2 separate regions of the Ovis aries genome follow, and region 2 is linked to region 1. The links are chromatin contacts, called in public Hi-C maps. All regions are on one chromosome and are shown on one strand. The core of a region is the stretch at or near the end of the contact, and the rest is flanking DNA. Distances in the headings are between cores, read along the strand shown. Region 1 holds the start of DLG1 (discs large MAGUK scaffold protein 1). Region 2 has its middle 63 kb from the start of DLG1.

Region 1 (2,700 bases), core at 100-2,599:
AGCATTTACCTCTAACTCTCAAATCGAAAAACTCCTAGCCCTATTTGAAAAGTCCACCTGGCAAAGTTTTCCCAAGTCAAAGGAGAAAGAGCCTCAAAACCCAGCAGTGTCAATGTAGAAAGCTTTAACCTAAGGTTGGGTTCCCCTGCAAATTAAGAGCAGACAGGAGCAAGCTGCCAAACTCTCCTCGAAAGCTGCCCCTTCTCCAAAGGGAGCTTAATGCTAGACGTGGGGCCACCCCTCCCCCGGCATAAGAAAGCATACCCCCCACCTGCTACTGGGGGGTGAAGAGGCGCTCCGACCCTTGGCCCCTAAACCAGCAGAGACTGTAAAGCAGTCCGAGAAGGAACCAACTGGATTGATCACCCCGCCCTGCTCGGGCCCCCTCCTCTCGCTTGCCTGATTCCTTGTTGGCTTCCTCCGAGCTACTCCAGCGAGGGCCGGACAGGACAGCGGCCGCTCTCCGACGCCCTCGTGCCCCACATGCACACCTCCGCGGGCCCCCACACCTGCGGCGCCGCCACAAAGTTCCTGCGAGTGGCGTGCGCCCGGAGCTGGGGTGCGCCCCGGCCCGTCTCCCCCGCCCTGCCCCGCTCCACGTCCCCCCGCCCCACCCGGGGCTTGCGGAGCTGTGCAGAGGGGGGTGAGGGAACGGGGGAGGAGCTCCCCTCGGCGGCTGCACCCCCGTTGCCTCTTCCTCCGCCTCAGCCGCCGGCGCCTCCTCACTCGCCGGTACCCGCTAGCCCGCTCGCCTTCTCAGCTCTTAGCCGCCACACCCCCGGAACCTCGCCTCCTTCCGCGCCCCCAACCGCTCTCCCCCCAAACTTTCCGCCAAGATGGCGGCCCTTGATCTGGATTGCCGCGCCCCCACGTGACCGCTTTCCCAGCGCTCTCAGCCAATGGGAAGTGAGGAGGCGGCTCGCGCCGAGCCCCGGGCTCTCAGCGCTGCAACCTTTGGGTTCGAAGAGGGAGGAGGGCCAGGAGGGGGCTGGGGACGGCAGAAGGGGACCTGAGGAACGTCGAAGTGAACCTCCTTGCGTAAAGGCGCGGCCACCGAAGTGGTTCTGAGAACAAAGGAGTTGACGCACAGACTCTACAGGTGGGCCAGGGCGCCCTGGAAGAGCCCGCCTTTACCTCGTCCTAGCCCACCGGTGTGTCCCGCGGCTCTGAGCGAGTAGCGCACCAGGCGAGGAAGAGTGACAGTGTCGGAAGAGAAATGTGACCTCACCTACACCAGATCCAGGACACACATTCCGAGACACCCTTTAACCTCACTAAATGCGTGTCGTTTCCAACTCTGCCGGAGAGATCCACCCCGGGGGTGGATCCCCAACCTGGAAAAGCATTCTCAGGGAGGTGTCGACTGCACCACCCACGATAGGGGGCGGGAAAGGGCGGGGCCTGGGAGGGGGAAAAGGGAGGTGTTTGCGAGGGGGAGGGGTGCCGTCTCTGCATTCTTACACTTGGTGCTAATTTTTTCAAGTTACTGTTAGCCCCTCAGTAAAAGTTTTGGAGGAACTGAGTTAAAGAAGGGTAGGTAAAATATGGAGATTAGTTAATCTGATAAGAAATTGAAGGTTTTGCCAGAGAATTTTTTAAATCTAAGTGATTAATTCCAAGTATGAATGCATTTAAGGAAGGGAATAGAAAATTGGTTCGTTCGTTTTCTCATTCATTCTCCCTTGCCTGCAACTCCCTCCAAGTCAACAGCTTCACGTATTACCCAAGCTCTGGCGGCCCCTTTAAGAACTCACCTGTAGCTACCGCTGAAGCTCAGCAAAACTAGTTTAAAGCTAGTTTACGTAGTCCCTAGGAGAAGGAAATGGCAACCCACTCCAGTGTTCTTGCCTGGAGAATCCCAGGGACGGGGGAGCCTGGTAGGCTGCCGTCTATGGGGTCACACAGAGTCGGACACGACTGAAGTGACTTAGCAGCAGCAGCAGCAGGAAAGGGACTACTAGCCGGCTGGGACCCCGCTTCGGGGCTGAGCCTCCCAGGATCTGGAAAAGGAATTGGGCAAAGATGTCCAAATCATTTCCACATCTTCGACCCTCTTCTGTGTACCAGCAACCTCCATGCTCTGATCCAGAGAGAAGAATTTGCCTAAGATCACCCAATTCAGTTCAGTCGCTCAGTCGTGTCCAGTTGTTTGCGACCCCATGGACTGCAGCACGCCCGGCCTCCCTGTCATCACCAACTCCTGGAGCTTACTCAAACTCATGTCCATTGAGTTGGTGATGCCATCCAACCATCTCATCTTCTGTCGTCCCCTTCTCCTCGCGCCTTCAATCTTTCCCAGTATCAGGGTCTTTTCCAATGAGCCAGGTCTTCCCATCAGGTGGCCAAAGTTTGGAGTTTCAGCATCAGTACTTCCAATGAATATTCATGACTGATTTCCTTTAGGATTGACTGGTTGGATCTCCTTGCAGTCCAAGGGACTCTCAAGAGTCTTCTCCAACACCACAGTTCAAAAGCATCAATTCTTCTGCGCTCAGCTTTCTTATAGCCCAACTTTCACATCCATACATGACTACTGGAAGAACTATAGCTTTGACTAGACAGACCTTTGTTGGCAAAGTAATGTCTCTACTTTTTAATATGCTGCCTAGGTTGGTCATAACTTTTCTTCCAAGGAGCAAGCGTCTTTTCATGGCTGCAGTCATGATGTGCAGTGATTCCTTACAAATAGCTGTGAAGAGA
Region 2 (2,700 bases), core at 83-2,582, 63 kb after region 1:
AACTCTAATACTAATCCTTATGATATCATCCCTGATTCCATATGCAGGCATGATTTTGCATCATTGCTCACCCGTGATACTTCATGTCAACTTTTTCTGAATCTGATTACATACTACCATGTATTATTGCTCTCTGCACTAATGACTGCTTCCCCTTGAGAATCTCGGATCCTTGAGGGCAGAGGCTGTATCTTATCCATCGTCCCCACCACAGGGCTAACTCTAGGGCTGGCCACCAGTGTTCATCTCTGTGACCTGGACAAATCAGGTCCCTACTCTGAAACTTGACTTACTCTTCAGTAAGCAAATTAGAGGAGATGATCTCTAGGGAGCATGTTATTCTGAGACTTAGTCCATAGGGCTCACTGAATGATGAGAAGGTTGTGAAGAGGGCTTCCCCCATCCTCACCCACGACAGAAGAGGAGAGCTTTGGAGACTTGTTTACAGAGGCCTAAAGGTTCCTGGATTGCCAAGAAGTTGGAAATTCAAACTGGTTAGTCGCTTGTATCAGATTTCCCTCTTCCTATGAATGGGAATGACATTAAGTGACTCAGAGAGGAGTCAGCACAAAGATGAAATCTCTGTTCTTTGAAGTTGGTGCTGGGGCCTCTCCTGCAGCTCCTATTCATTCCTTCAAGAAGCAAAGGGTATCAAGAGTCCATGATATTCCCCATGTGGTGGCTGGAGGTGCTGTGCTCACGGAAATCCAGCCTCTCCCACGGTGACAACCAGGCTACACATGTGGTGTCAGAGCCCCTTGTCAAAGGACCTGCCTGCAACAGCCCTGGAGACCCTGAACCAACACCTATTTTTGGCAATAATTATCCAGCCTTTCGTAACGGCCTGAGTACATGAGCAGATCTTTTAAAAATAGGCCAATATTGTCTCCCCAGATTCCTGGTGGTGACTCAGCACAGTAGTGTACAGTAGCTGTGATTCACAGAGCATGTAGGCACCAAAGGCCTGTGGGTGAGTCGTGGCAGCTGTTCAGCTTCCCTGCTAGAATCCATAGGGTCACAGCCATGGAGAGGATGTACGCACACCTCACAGCCCCAGTCATCTGGAATGCCACTGTCACCACTAAGACATGGGCTTCTCTGCCTTATAGACGTGGCCAACCACCCAGGCCAAGAGCATTTGGCAGCACAGCTCCAGGGCTGGGACAGAGTTGGGAAGGAGACATGCTGGGACTCAGCCAAATGGGGGCAGACGTCTACCTAGGGCTTGAGGGGAACGAGAAGGGTGTCCACGGGAGAAGTAGGAGGCTGCAGGGAATGTCCGCTGGCAGAGCTCAGCCAGGAGTCAGGGCTTTGGGCCCAGCTGTGCTGCTGACTCACTGCGGGCTCCTAATCTCCTGCGGAGGGCAGGCCCAGCTCCTAGAAGCCTAGAGGGCTTAGTGGTGTTTGTGCAGCTACAGAAATGGGGCCTGTGGGCTGGCATGTAGCCCTGCCTGGCCATGCAGATGAGGGTAGGGGAGCAGGCTGGGGCGGGAGCGAGCAGTGAGAGGGAGGGTGAAGTGTTTGGAAAGAGAGGGGAGAGCCTGCACTAGCCCGTGACAGGAGTGTTTACAGAGGGGCTGACAGGGAGACAAAATGTGGGGCGGCGTGGCAGCGGGGGAAAGTTGGGTAAACATACACCCAGGTTTAGGTAGAGGTGGGTTATGCATTTTTCAGTTTTCATAGCTGAGTCAAAGACTTTAAGCTTCTCAACAAAATATATTAGTCCTGCTCAGAGGTTTAAGGATCCTGATAAGTTAAGGACATTAACTGAAATTCAAGACCCACTTCAGAGCTTTTGTTTCTTTCCTTCTGGCCCCTCTACCCTACCCCATCGAGGGCCTTAGTATTCACTTAATTTTCTTCTCTGTCTCATTGTGAAAATATAAGATGGAAAGGAAAACGCCTCCACCTCTTCAGATGTTCCAACAATGCCGACAGGAGACCCAGAAAGAGGCCCATGCCTTCCGATGCGCATGCTCAGTCGCTCAGTCATGTCCACTCTTTGTGACCCTATGGACTAGCCCACCAAGCTCCTGTCCATGGGATTCTCCAGGCAAGAATACTGGAGTGGGTAGCCATTCCCTTCTCCAAGGGATCTTTCCAACCTAGGGATCAAACTCACAAGAGATCCAATTTCTTGCATCTTCTGCTTTGGCAGGCAGATTCTTTGCCACTGCACCACCTAGGAAACCCATGACTCCCAAGACTCTAAGTGAAATGCTGAATCTTGGCACAAAAATGTAGAGATAATGTTGTTTTGAAATATTTTTAGAAGTGTTTCTATAACCTGTACATCTTGCTGCTCTGGAGCCTCCCAGTCCCTAAAGCAGGGAGTGTCGATGCCTCAGGGAAGGGCAGTCTCTGCCTTAGTTGAAGATTCACTGTCAAATCAGATTTTCCTGAGTCCCAGGAATGATAATAGGCTTGAAAGTCAAGTGCTAGGGAGAGGATTTTCTAAAGGCCTGGAGGATCTGGTCATGGAATTTGATTTGTCCCTCCAAGGAGGAAACAGGAAAGAGGGGGAGGCAGCCCATCCTTCTATTTCTAACAGATCTTAGGAAAAGGGTGACAGAGGGTTTCAGATAGCTTTGTTTCTCCATCTCCTTACCCCAGGTTCCAGTCTTGGGGAGACATGTTTGCTAAGTTGAGGAGAACACTTTGTCTTCTTTTTAGCTGGCAGGGACAACCACACGCATTCCC

The links. A called contact is a pair of places that touch in the nucleus more often than the background predicts.
Region 2: a Hi-C map of hypothalamus shows a contact between it and region 1, with 1.8 times the contacts expected there. The contact joins the enhancer-like site here to the promoter of DLG1 in region 1. A contact is called at or near these places in 3 of 16 Hi-C or Micro-C datasets (hypothalamus, skin fibroblasts and tail adipose tissue).

The regions. Positions count from the first base shown.
Region 1 is chr1:192,594,444-192,597,143 of ARS-UI_Ramb_v3.0, forward strand. It overlaps DLG1 (discs large MAGUK scaffold protein 1), which reads right to left and starts at 1,350. Exons shown (of 25, transcript XM_060419293.1): 1 at 1,135-1,350.
Region 2 is chr1:192,657,484-192,660,183 of ARS-UI_Ramb_v3.0, forward strand. No RefSeq gene overlaps it. Among named protein-coding and RNA genes, the nearest start is that of DLG1, 63 kb to the left of the region's middle. Within about 2 kb of position 1,333, at least 26 of the 54 cell types and tissues checked have an H3K27ac peak or open chromatin away from gene starts, as enhancers often do. A contact at or near this core is called in hypothalamus, where this site is marked.